Linked DNA regions of Sus scrofa: region 1 is linked to region 2. A link is a contact called in public promoter capture Hi-C data. All regions are on one chromosome and are shown on one strand. The core of a region is the stretch at or near the end of the contact, and the rest is flanking DNA. Distances in the headings are between cores, read along the strand shown.

Region 1 (6,608 bases), core at 848-3,347, 400 kb after region 2:
AGGATGGGTCCAGGAAGAGGATCCAGTCTACATACAGTTTAGTTAGATCGACCACAACCAATTGCTGGAAAGGCAGATTTGGCTGTTCCAGAATTGAAAGATGTCCTGGGAGAAAATATTGCAACTGTGCACCCAGGGTTCTTATGTATAGATGTTGACTAAAAAAAATTCAATGTGAAAGTTGAGAGTTAATTTTATTTGGGGTGACATTAGGACTTAAGCCCAGGAGATGGCATCATCAGGTAGCCCCAAGAAACCGCTCCGAGGAGGCAAGAGGGGAAGCTAGGATACAGGAGTTTTTGCAACAAAGGGGAGGCAGGAGGAACAAAAGATTGACAGAAAGCCGTTTCTCTGGGAAGACGGAAAGGTCTGGGTCTGGGCTTACCAGAAGGGCTCCTTCGATAAGCTTCCCTGAGTTCCCTCAGGGCTCACTGGCCCACCCTTGGGAGTGGCTGTTCTCTCAGATGACTGTGACATCTTTTGTTCTGCCCACTAACTACAACCCAGGAGGCAGTATTTCAGATAGCCCTGGAATCCTGCCCCAAAGAGGAAAGGTGGACTATGGAGATGAAGTCATAAAGGTGTGTGTGTGGGCGGGGAGCCTGCAGCCAAGCACACATCTTACACAAGTTTGCTGCTGGTCTCGTGAAGGTTACGACTAATCACAAGGAGCAGATCTCATCACTGTGTTTTTCTGGATATGAGGAAATGCAAGAATTAGGCTCATAAAATTTTCTCCTAAAAATATCTATCTGAAGTCTTATTCTTTTGGTTTTCCCAGAGCGCTGACTGAGTGCCTCCCTCCTTGGTCTCCACCCTGAGCTCCAACTCAGGGGCTGCTGCGGATTGACAGCTGCAGTGGCTTATGTTTTACTCCAAGCAGAGGCTGATGGCAAGTGCCAAACTTCAGCTCACATAGACAAATAAAATAAACTCATATTATTTTCTAGCTGAAATTTCTATTTTAAAATTTAACTTGCCCAAGCTTCCAAGGATACACACTCTACCATTGAGTACTTGGTTTAATGGAGTCGTTTTAAGGGGGCTTTTCCTAGAACCAGATCTCCGGGAATAGAGAGGCACCTTGTACTGGTTTCCAGGTCTGTGTGAGAATTAAACGAGTGATGACTTTCAGGGATCAGGACGCAGTAAATGCTCAGCAAATAACAACAGCAAATCATAGCACTGATAAGAATAACTATTAAAGGGTGTGCTGAAGATGGAAAAAAGGTTAATAGTTTCTCTATTTAGGAATAGCTAACTCAGTCTCTGTCGGGGAATGCTGGGCCTGCACGGGCTTCAGTCCCCTCGCCTCACTGGAGAGGAAGGAAAGGACATCCCGACTGCAGACGGGATCCCCGCCCCCTCCTCTGAGCTGCAGGTTCACCCCACGGCAGTTAAATGCCCTTAGCTCTTCTAAGGAGCCAGATGCGGATACTGCCATCGGTCATCCTCCTTAAGAGATCTCCAGTTAGGGCTGTCCCCTCAAAGCGGTTTTGCTGGGATCTAGGGATTGAAATACTTCTCTGTCTTCCTAGACTTTCTCTTTGGGGGTGTCACAAGCTCATCCACAACCAGGACTGGGTGCGGAGTCTGGAATTCAGGCCCGGGTATGTGGACAAAGACACAGCACTGGCCACGGCGTGGAGAGCTGGAGACGGGCTCCAGGGCCCTCCTCCCCTGGGGCTCTTCCTTCTGTCTTGCAACCTCCCTGAACTCCACTCTAGCGGGTTAAGCATGGGTCTCTCAAACTGCAGTCGCGGCCCGGGCACCACCCTCCCTCCCTAATCCGAAACCCAGAGGGGCTGTTTGGACTGGGGACTGAAACCCAGGTGACAGCAGGGACTTCTTCCAACACCCTTGCCGAAAAGGGGAAACTGAGGCTAAGTGGGAACTTAGGATTCAGGTCGATGGGAGCTTGCACCTGAGAGCCAGGCTCAGAGCCAGGAGGCCCCTCGGACCCCACTCCGTGCCGCCGCCTCTCCCCGGGGCTTACCTGCGGCTGGCCGCAGCCTGAAGTTCCACCCGATCCACTCACCACTGTGCCCAGGCAGCCGCCATGAGGGGCGGCCTGCGCAGGCGCGGCCCCACCCCCTAAGCGTGCGTCTCTCGAATCACCCTGTGGCCACGCCTACCTGCCAGGCCGCACATGCGTGCTAGCGTCGCCGGCAGACAGGCGCAGCCCTGTGGAGGCGCCTGCCTAGGTTTGCTCTCACTTGTCCGGCTTTGCCTGCGCGGTTAACCAGCGTGCTAGCTATATATTAATTGTTATCCTTGCTTTTAGTACTCATTAAAAATAGCTGGTACTCATTTCATTCACTCCCGCACTCAGCAAGTCGCCAAAACCAGGCGAATCAAAAATCTCAGTGTTAATTGGCGTCTAACGGGAAATGAAATCTCATGCAATTGTTGCACTTTGGGTAAACTTCTAAGCACAGAGGACCACAGATGTAAAATGTGCACGCACTTACATGCGCATCTGAGGGTCCACATCAGATTCATGGGGCGTTATTAGAGTGACCAAGCAACAGAAGTAAGTGTTTTTAAAGGAAATGGGTTATTTCCTAAACTCCCCAGGACAGTATATGGAGAGCTAGCTAGGTATCTTAGGATCCCGTGAAGTCTTGGTTGGGTTGTTCCCAGGGGACGTTGGTGTGCTAGGGGGGCGCTGAAGAAGGTAGTGTAGACACCTCTGGGTTTTTGTTTTTGTTTTTGTTTTTTTGTCTAAAAACTTGTGAGAATAAAGCAGGCAGAGCTATCTTTTAAAAACAAAAGTCAGGGAGTACCCGTCGTGGCTCAGCGGAAACGAATCTGACTAGCATCCATGAGGACGCAGGTTCGATCCTTGGCCTTGCTCAGTGGGTTAAGGATCTGGCATTGCTGTGAGCTGTGGTGTAGGTCACAGATTCGGCTTGGATCCTGCGTTGCTGTGGCTGTGGCATAGGCTGGCAACTACAGCTTGGATTCAGCCCCTAGCCTGGGAACCTCCATATGCTGCCAGTGTGGCCCTAAAAGATAAAAAAATAAAAAAATAAAAATAAAAACAAAAGTTAGATCACATCCCTCCTCTGTTCAAACCCTTGGAGGCACCCCACCTTGGACAGAAAGAGAAGCCAGGATTCTTACAGTCGCTCCCCCCTCCCCATCTCCAACCACCCCAATCAATCATGGTCCTTTCAAGTGCTTTGTACTGACTAGCCTATTCACCAGGGAAGCATCTCCCCAGGACACCCACCTGCTTTGGGCCTGTGCCCAAGCCTCCTTTTCTCAGTGAGCTCTTCCACGAACATCCTATTTAAAATAACCACCTCTCCCCACCCAGGCACTACCTGGCACACAGGAGCTGCTCAAAAAGTTCGATTTGTCCAATGAACTGCACAGGGTGTTCAGAGAGGGTGGGCAAATACAGACTCAATGTCACCGGCCGTCTCTCGGCTGCTCTAATTCATTAGGGAGTCGGACAGATAGCTGCTGGGGGTCTGGGCAGCTCCTCCCTGTGATGTTGAGGTAATTCACGTCATCACAGGCTTCCTATCATCATCAGGGTCAAGTTCAAACTCTCCCTCTGGATCCTGTCAACCTTTCCTCCCTGAAGTGAAGCCCCTATCTGTTCTCCTTTCCTTTCTTAGTTGTATAATATATTTGCTGGGCCCAGGCCTCCCTCACATGAAAAACTATTTCCCAGCCTCCCTTGCAATAATGAGATCATGAGGTTAAACTAATGGGATAAAGCCAATAGGATGTAAGGGGAAGTATCATGGAGCAGTTTCTAGGACCTAGAACCCTTCCTCAAGTGGGAAGCCGAGGAGTCCTTGGTCCCTAATACTTTGTCCTTACATCATTCATGAGGTCCAAAGGAGATTTGCCGTGAGAGCCCTACACTAAGTTATGGCAGAGTGGGAACCCTGCTTGGGGGGTCACCTCCTCCAGGAAGCCTTCCCCGATTTTCCCCTCCTTCAGCTTACATGCTGAGACTCTGGATCCTCTCGGTACTCTCTACCCTCCCTATCAGAGCACCTGTGACTCTGCTTGTTGTGACCTGTTTACCTGTCTCCCCCACCAGGTTGTGAGCACCCCAAGGGCAGAAGCAGCTACTGGTTCCCATTGGCAAACCATGCTGGATTTCTCCGTATCTGCAAGGGAAAAGAGAATAAAACTCGCAAAGCAGTTAGCATCCTCCTTGGCATGCTGTGAGCACTCAAGAAATGGCAACAGGACTTATAAACCAATACAGGTGACCCTTGAACATGAGTTTGAACTGTGCATCATGAGTCAATTCATAGGTCTTTTTTTCTTTTTTTTCCCCCACTACGTAGGCACTACAGTACTACACAATCCATGACTGGCCGAATCTGCAGACTGTAAGGTTATATTTAGATTTTTGATTGTGCAGGGGGTCGGTGACCCCAGCCCCTGTGTTGTTCAAGGGTCCACTGTTATACCAGTCCATTCAGGTGGTAAATATCCCGGATGTGTTGGGGTGGGGGGGAAATAGCTCAACAGGCCCAGCTGAATCCACTGTTCACTCTCTGGCCAGGCCCTGCAAATGTGATTGATGGAAAAGTTTTTTTTGTTTGTTTGTTTACTTTTTTAGGGCCATGCCTGCAGCATATGGAGGTTCCCAGGCTAGGGGTCCAATTGGAGCTACAGCTGCTGGTCTATGCCGCAGCTGTAGCAACAGAGATCTGAGCCACATGTGCAACCTACACCACAGTTGACGGCAATGCCAGATCCTTAACCCACTAAGGGAGGCCAGGGATTGAACCTGCATCCTCATGGATCCTAGTGGGTTTTTTTTTTTTTAACCGCTGAGCCATGATGGGAACTCCAATGGAATGGTTTTAAGGTCCTATGGATGCTGTAACTAATGACCACAAATTTGGTGGCTTAAAACAAAGTGAATTTATTTCCTCACAGTCCTGGAGGCCTGAAGTCCAAGATCAAGGTGCCGGGTGGCTGGGTTCTGGCGAGGGACCTCCCCTTGGGTTGCCGATGGCCACCTTCTCACTCTCCTTACATGTCTCTTCTCTGAGTGCCTGAAGAGGAAGAGAGGGAGCAAGCTCTCTGGTGTCTCTTTTTATGTTTTTGGTCTTTTTAGGACTGCACCTGCAGCATATGGAGGTTCCCAGGCTAGGGGTCGAATCAGAGCTGTAGCTCCCGGCCTAAGCCACAGCCACAACAGTGTCAGATCCAAGCCGTGTCTGCGACCTACAACACAGCTCACGCAACTCCAGATCATTAACCCCCTGAGCGAGGCCAGGGATCAAACCTGCGTCCTCATGGATGCTAGTCAGGTTCGTTTCCACTGAGCCACAACGGGAACTTCCTCTGGAGTTTCTTCTTAGAGGGCCACTAACCCCATCAGATCAGGGCCCTATTCTTATGACCTCATTTAACCTTAATTACTTCGTTAGACACCCCATCCCCAAATATAGCCACAGTAGGGGTTAGGGCTTCCATATATGAATTCGGGGAGGCACGTTCGGCCTGTAATACCTTTCTTGCCTCTCTCCTAGCTTTTGGTGACTCCTGGTGACCCCTGGCTTGTAGATGTGTCATTGCCGTGACAAGTGCGGCTCCATCTTCACCTGGCCATCTTCCCTCTGGGTCTCTGTCCAAATTTCTTCTTCTAAGGACATCTGTTTACCCTGCAAAGACCCTATTTTATGATTAAGTTCATGTGCACAGGTTTAGGGTTAGGACTTGAACCTATCTTTTTTTTGGGGAGTGGGGGACACAAGCTGATTCCCAGTGGACAATGTCTTGCCAGGGATGCTCCAGACCCAGTTTTTCAGCCTCTGGCTGTGTGAGTCACCTATGCTACTGGGGTCCTCCTGGCTGAGGCTCCAGGACATCATGGAGCAGAGACAAGCCAGGCCTGCTGTGCTTTGCCTGAATTCCTGACCCACAGAATCCATAAACATAACAAGAGTTATTATGGGAGTTCCCGTTGCGGCTCAGCAGGTTAAGAACCCTACTAGTATCCATGAGGATGTGGGTTTGATCCCTGGGCTCGCTCAGTAGGTTAAGGAGTCAGCACTGCTGTGAGCTTGGATCCAGCATTGCTGTGGCATAGGCCTGCAGCTGCAGCTCCAGTTCAGTCTCTAGCCTGGGAAAGTTCACATGCCACAGGTGCGGCCCTAAAAAGACCAAAAAAAAAAAAAAAAAAAAAAGTGTTACTATGGTCTGTGCTACTAAATTTTAGGGTAGTTTGCAACACAGCCACAGATGATCAGAATAAAAGGAAAGAGAAGTCATCCGTCTTTTTTTTTTTTTTTTTTTTTAATGCACCTGTGGCATATAGGAGTTCCCAGGCGAGGGTTCAAATAGGAGCTGCAGCTGCCAGCTTATGCCACAGCCACACAGGATCCAAGAGCCGCATCTGCAACCTACACCACAGCTCACAGCAATGCCAAGTCCCCCTAGTCCCCTGAGCAAAGCCAGAGATTGAACCTGTGTCCTCATGGATACTAGTCAGGTTTGCTACAGCTGAGCCATGATGGGAATTCTGAAAAGCCGTCCCTCCTTGCAGAGCTTTGCTGGTTAGGAGGTGAGGGCCCCCCTGCATTTCTGAGTCTCAGTTACATACAAAAGCATCCCTGAGGCTC
Region 2 (6,573 bases), core at 1,088-3,587:
ATGCACAAAGCTTTACAGCATTTATCAGCACTTTCTAAAAGTTTAAAAGGATTTAATTACACGATTACTAACACTAGCATTCAAATTCAAATCCTTTTTCCAGAGAAACCTTGCCAAAAATCAAACCCAAATTTCCAAATCTTCGAAATGAGAGTAATGCACAAAATCTAAACCCATTGTTACTAAGGAAGCATGATGGGCAAGAACATTTACCCACATACCTTCACATGGGGGCGGGGAGGGGATTAACTGCAGAAAAGCACTACCATGAAACACAAATCAACTCAAACTCCGATCACAGATCTCCTGCCAACGAAGTACAATTGGTTTTGAAGGCAAACATCCATGACTTGCTAGGAAAAAGCAGGGTGCTAATATGCGCACATATTATTCCAATTAGCTACTTTTCGACGCACTTAAATGCTATGCCACCACTATTCTGGGAATTGCCTAAACTCAAAACCTTTTCCAAGAGATGCTTTTCCACCAGTGTGCCTTCCACCTCTCTGTGAGACATAAATTCTTCCCAGGGTCTCCAGCTTTGAGCTTTTCAACCTCGACACTACTGCCAGGGCCGACGTGGGAGTGGGGAGGCTGTTTCAGCACCACAGGATATTCAGCAGCCTCCTCTAAATGATGACACCCACAAATGCCCCCAGACATTGCCAAATGTCGCCGAGGGGGGACAAATGCCCCCTAGCTGAGAATCGGCTATCTAGGTATATACCACCACCGGTATTCTCTAGTTGCAAGCTATTAATGGCTGGATTCAGGAGCAGAAAACACTCCTCGACCCGGGGCCAGGTCAAGGTGGCCAATGCCCTCGGAACGCCGTACTTATCCCCTGACTCAGGCTGCCCTTCCCCTTAGTCGGCAATGCAGCAAGGTTAGCGTTACCTTTGTAGAGGTTGGTGACAGCGGTGGCTGCGTTTTGGAAGGGGACCCAGAGAGAAAGTCCTGGCTGCTGACACACTCGGTCTGAAAGACGACAAAAAGAGAAAAAAAAAAAAAAAAAGAAAGAAAGAAATGCACAAAGACGGGGCGAGGGGGGAGGGGGGAGAGAGAGAGAAAGCAATGTTATTTGGGCGTCAATCACTCCGGAACGGCCATATTAGGTTTCGCCATTTTGTTCAAGGTTTTCGGGATCCCGCACTGGGTCGGGGGCCGGCAGGAAGGGGGTCGCGGCGGGCGGCCAGGGGGGGACGCGGGACGCGGGGCGCAGCCGGGGCCCAGGCGCGGCGGTGGGAGGCGCCCCCTCAAAGTCCCCGCCCCGAGACCGGCTCCGGCACAATAGGCCGCCCCGGAGCCTCCCTTCGCCATTTTGTGACCGGGGGCCCCTCCCCTCCCCTCACAGGCCCCGGGCGCCCGGCGGCCCGGCCCCAGAAGCGAGGGGCCCCCCGGGCGGCCCCCAACGCAGGAGCCCCCAGCGCCCGCCCCGGGCCACCCCCCGGGCGCCTCCCGACGGCCCGCCTCCCGCGACGCCATCTTGCGGGGAGGGGGCGGCAGGGCCGCGACGCGACGGCCGGAGCCTCGGAGACCGCCCAACCCCACCGCCAACCCCGGACTCTCCGCCGACCGCCCGACAGCCGGGCCCTAGGCGGCGGCGACGGGGGCGACGGCGCAAGATGGCGGCAGCAGCCCTCACCTTTGTAGAGCTGGGCCACGGCGGTGGCCGAGTTCTGGAAGAGGTGCCACAGTTTCTGCTGCTTGTGCTCGGGCTGCGCGGCGGCCGCCGCCTCCTCCTGCAGCTCGGGGGGCAGCTGCTCGTCCTGCTCCGCCTCGGCCAGGCACTGCCGCTCCCACTTGGAAAACCAGTGCTCGGGCCCGTGCTCCTGGATCTCGGCCTCGCCCTCCTCTTTCCGCTCCTCCATCCTCCGCGGCCTCCCGCGGCCTCGCCGCCGCCGCCGCGTCCTCCTCAGGCGGGGCTCCCGCGGGAGCGTCGTCGTCGAGCGGCCCGGTGGCGGGGCCCAGCGGCCGGCGGCGGCTCCTCGCGGCGACCCAGACCTCCTGCACCCCGACGGCCTGCGAGCCCCGCCCCGCGGCCCCGCGCTGTCCGGGACGACCCCCGCCCCGAGTCTCCCTACCCCCGGGCCCCGCCGAAGGTCGCCGCGGACCGGATGATCGCCGCCGCCCCTCGCCTCGCCGGCCTGAGCCGGTCTACCACCACGCCATAGCGCCGCGGCCTCTCTAGGGCCGCCGCCGCAGACCACCGAGACCTCCGCGAAGCCCGGCCTGCGCCACCGAGCCCACCCCGAAGACTGAGGAACGTCTTCGTCGTCGCCGCCGCCGTCGACGCCTCTGCGGCTGCTGGTCACCGCCCTCCCCCGCCCACATGCTGACTGGGGAAGCACCGCCCACTCGGCCCCGGCTCCCCTGCCCAGTTGGGGCGCGCCCACTCCGAGAGCCCCCATTGGTCCGATCCGACCGGTTCCGCGTGCCGTCCCCTGAATATAGAGCCGTGATTGGCTCGTAGGCCTGTCCGCCTGACGTAACCAGTGGGCGGGGGAAAGGGAGTGAAAGTCAGGAAGGATGAAGACTGGGACAGAGGGGAGGAGCTGACAGTGGTTGCGTCGGAGCCAACCGAGGTGGGGAGGATAGAGAAATGCGCATGCGCGCTAGTTGCAGCCGCAGCTGCCAGGCGGCGTGCGGGGGTCACGTGACCTGGCCCCGCGGCCGCACCCCGAGGGGGCTTTTCCGGCGCTTCCGAGGCCCCGGGGGACGCAAAGTCTAGTCCAGCTACTGGGCCCCTGGGACTGAGGGATGTAGTGGGTGACAGCCTCCTACGCCAGACTCTTGGGCTTCCAAAGAGAAGAGGGAAGTGAAGAAGGTGAATGAACTTGCGAAGCGAGTCTTCGTTTATTTCAGAGACCAATTTCCTAGATTAGCAAGTTGAGCCTTGGAGTCCACAAAAAAACTTCTAAGTGGCTAGGCCGGCGGGCCGCCACCACTCACGCGGCTCGCTTCTCGTTGCGTCCAGGGGGCTCTTGCGCCCGCCCCCCACCCTGACCCGTCCCTTGACTAGACCTCTGCGGCCGCGCAGCCGACTCACAAAGCCGAAAATAAACCTCGGCAGGAGAGCTGTGCCTCGGCCAGGCTGCGTCTGTGCCTTCGTGAAGTTGGCGGCCCCCGCACCTGTCCCAAAAAGCACACTCCTGGGCCATGTGCTGCAGCCTGCGTCACGCGCCAGCCCCCGCCTCCTCCGGCCGGGAATCCTCGTGGCCGCGCCAAGTGGGAGGCCGGGTTTCCAGGGGGTTAGTTCTGCGCCGATTTCTCAATCACCTGCCGTGTGCGATCTCCGCATCACCCGGGCTGCGCGCCTCCTGTGGACCAGGCGCCGAGCTGCGCGCTGTGGTCACCAGGCTGGGGACGTCCCAGGGGCTCAAGGTCTGGAGAGGAAGAAGCCACGTAAAGGGGCGATGACCGCACAGATGCAAAACTGGCCCTTAGACTCATACGCTGACGGCGGGGGTACGAGCCACGGGGGCTTGGATAAGTCCCAGGGGCTGCGAAAGCGCCCTTCTACAAAGCGGTTTGGCTGTAAAGCCATCACTTTTGGAAGAAAATCTGACCTCACTGTGGGCTACAAGTCCCGGCAGGATCTGGCCCCGCCGCCTCCTCTGCGTTCATCTGAACTCCACTCTCTGCTTGGCTAGGGCTGCCCAGCCACACTGCCCTTCTTTCTGCTTCGTCAGACCTCCAAGCTCTTCTCTGCTTCAAGGCCTTTGCCCTCGCAGTTTCCTCTCTCCTGCCTCGTCGTCATTCCTCAAGGTTTGGCTCAAATGGCCTGGAAGCAGAGAACGCTTGTCAGACCAGCTGCGTTAAAGTACCTCCCTCTACACTCTCCTGTGGCCTGGTTTTAGTTTTTCATAGCCCGCATTGCTCTCTGAAATGATTTACTTGTGTGCCTCCTCTCACCACAAAGTAAGTTCTTACAAGGCAAGGATCTTGGCAGTCTTGTTCTCTGTTGAATCTTAAGAGATTAGCAGAGGAGGAGTTCCCTTTGTGGCTCAGCAGGTCAAGAACCCAACTTAAAAAAAAAAAAAAAAAAAGAACCCAACTTAGTGTCCCTAAGGATTCGGCTTCTTTCCCTGTCCTCCGCCACTAGGTTAAGGATGCAACGTAGCAGCAAGCTGCTGCATAGGTTGTAGATGCAGCTGGGATCCAGTGTTTCTGCAGACCAGCCGCTGCAGCTCCAGTTGGACCCCTAGCTGTTGGAACTTCCATTTGCCCCTGGTGCAGCCCTGAAAAGAAAAAAAAAATTACTAGGAGAATTACCTGCTGTCCTATTGGATTAAGGACCCGCTGTTGTCACTGCTGTGGTATGGGTTCCAACCCTGACCAGGGAACTTACATTTGCCCTGGGCACAACCAAAAAAAAAAAAAAAAAAAAAAAATATATATATATATATATATATATATATCAGCAGTGTTTTTATAATAAACCATAATGGAATGGAATACTAAAAATATATATAACAATCACTTTACTGTAGAGCAGATATTAGCATTGTAAATCAACTATAATTCAATTTAAAAATAATAATAAAAATCAGTAGTGCTTAGAAAGAAAAGGGGATAAAGGCTATGGCAGAAAGGACATGCCAAGCAAAAGTGGGGGCTTTAGACCAACCTCAGTTCCTTAGTTCATCCGCTAGAATGGGAGGTAGCGGCAGGCAGGGCACCTTGTCCATTTGGTTAGAGGCACACAGCCTGGGTTTGTTTTGTACAGCTACTACAAAAACAATATATTGAGGGAGTTCTCTGGTAGCACAGTGGATTAAGGAACCAGCATTGTCACTGCAGCAGCTCTGGTCATTGCTGTGGCACAGATTCGGTCCCTGGCCTGGGAACTTCCACATGCCACAGGGACAGCCAAAAAAACCTGGGATTCCTGCTGTGGCACAACAGGATCAGCAGCATCACTGGAACGCTAGAAGGCAAGTTTGATCCAGGCTGGCAGAGTAGGTGAAGGATCCAGCATTGCTGCAGCTTCAGCGTAGGTTGCAAGTGCAGCTTGGATTTGATCCCTGGCCTGGGAAACTCCATGGGCTGCGGAGCAGCCAAAAGAACAAAATTAATGATTCTATAATATGGAAAAAAATTTTCAATAGGAAAAACTCTTCAGTTTTTTTTCCTGAAGAGTTTTTGAATAATAATTATCTGAATGTATTGTTACGTTTTGTGTGGTGAGTGAGATTTTTCTGGGACCTACCAAGGTCTTAAATGAAGCTCTGTCGCTCGCTCTCTGTCACTCTTTCTCACACACACACACACAAATGACTCTGGAGACCTGGCTACTAACAGATGATTTTTTTTTTCTCATTCTAAACTGCCTTTTTAAAAAAACTAAGCAATACTGTTACACATCCGCACCTGGTGGGTGCTCGCAGTCAACCTGCAAAAGCTGTGCAGTGAGGCTCACGTGCAGCCACTGTGAAAAGCAGCATGTGCCAAAAACTGCTTCCCAGTGGCAAGTATCGGGAAGGGCTTCCTGGGGAAGGAAACATTTTCTTTTTCCATCCCTTCCTTTGCGGGAGGTGGACTGCTATTTCTACAGTGACAACATCAGATCCTTAACCCACTGTACCACAGGAGAACTCCATTTTTTTGGTTTATTTATTTTTATTTCTTTTTTTTTTTTAGGCCCACACCTGCAGTATATGGAAGTTGCCGGGGTGGGTGTTGAACTGGAGCTGCAGTTGCCAGCCACAGCAATGCCGGATCCAAGCTGCATCTGCAACCTGTGCTACAACTTGCAGCAACGCCATATCATTAACCCACTGAGCTGGGCCAGGGATTGAACCCACCTCTTCATGGATACTGGTCAGGTTCTTAACCGGCTGAGTCACAACGGGAACTCCTCTCTTTTTTTTTTTTTTTTTTTTTTTAAAGCAGCATACACAACACTTGGAAGTCCCCAGGGCCAGGGATCCACCCATGCCACAGCGGCAACAACACCGAATCTTTAACCACCAGGCCACCAGGGAACACTAGGAAGGAAGCTTTTTTTTTTTTTTGTCTTTTTGCCATTTCTTGGGCTGCTCCCACGGCATATGGAGGTTCCCAGGCTAGGGGTCCAATCAGAACTGTAGCCGCCAGCCTACACCAGAGCCACAGCAACTCAGGATCTGAGCCGAGTCTGCGACCTACACCACAGCTCATGGCAATGCCAGATCTTTAACCCACTGAGCAAGGGCAGGGATCGAACCCGCAACCTCATGGTTCCTAGTCGGATTCGTTAACCACTGCACCACGACGGGAACTCCAAGGAAGCATTTTAATTAAGCCATGAAGCACAGGCAAGGCTCCTGGAAGGAAGAAGCCCCTCAGAGTGGAGGGACCCATAGATTCAAAGGCACAGAAATGGAAAAGACTTCAGGAGCCAGGAATGATCTAGTTTGACTTGAACCACATTTTCTTTCTGATGATGCTCAGGCAGTGCCATCCAGTTTGGCTTCCTAGATAATTGTACAGGCACATCCAAGCTGGGTGTCCTTGGGCAAATTACTTACTCTCTCTGAAGATGATAAATGGAGATGATGATAGAAAATCCTGGGACTGGGAGTTCCCATC

What was found. Promoter capture Hi-C pulls out the DNA fragments that hold promoters and counts their contacts.
Region 1: a contact with region 2 is called in a promoter capture Hi-C map of fetal liver, with 4 times the contacts expected there. The contact joins the promoter of METTL22 here to the promoter of C3H16orf72 in region 2. A contact is called at or near these places in 2 of 5 promoter capture datasets (fetal liver and liver) and 1 of 47 Hi-C or Micro-C datasets (liver).

Annotation. Positions count from the first base shown.
Region 1 is chr3:34,053,377-34,059,984 of Sscrofa11.1, forward strand. METTL22 (methyltransferase-like protein 22) reads right to left here and starts at 2,098. Exons shown (of 11, transcript XM_003124617.6): 1 at 1,997-2,098.
Region 2 is chr3:33,653,001-33,659,573 of Sscrofa11.1, forward strand. C3H16orf72 (UPF0472 protein C16orf72 homolog) reads right to left here and starts at 2,338. Exons shown (of 4, transcript XM_003354616.4): 1 at 1,646-2,338; 2 at 898-978. The coding sequence starts at 1,871.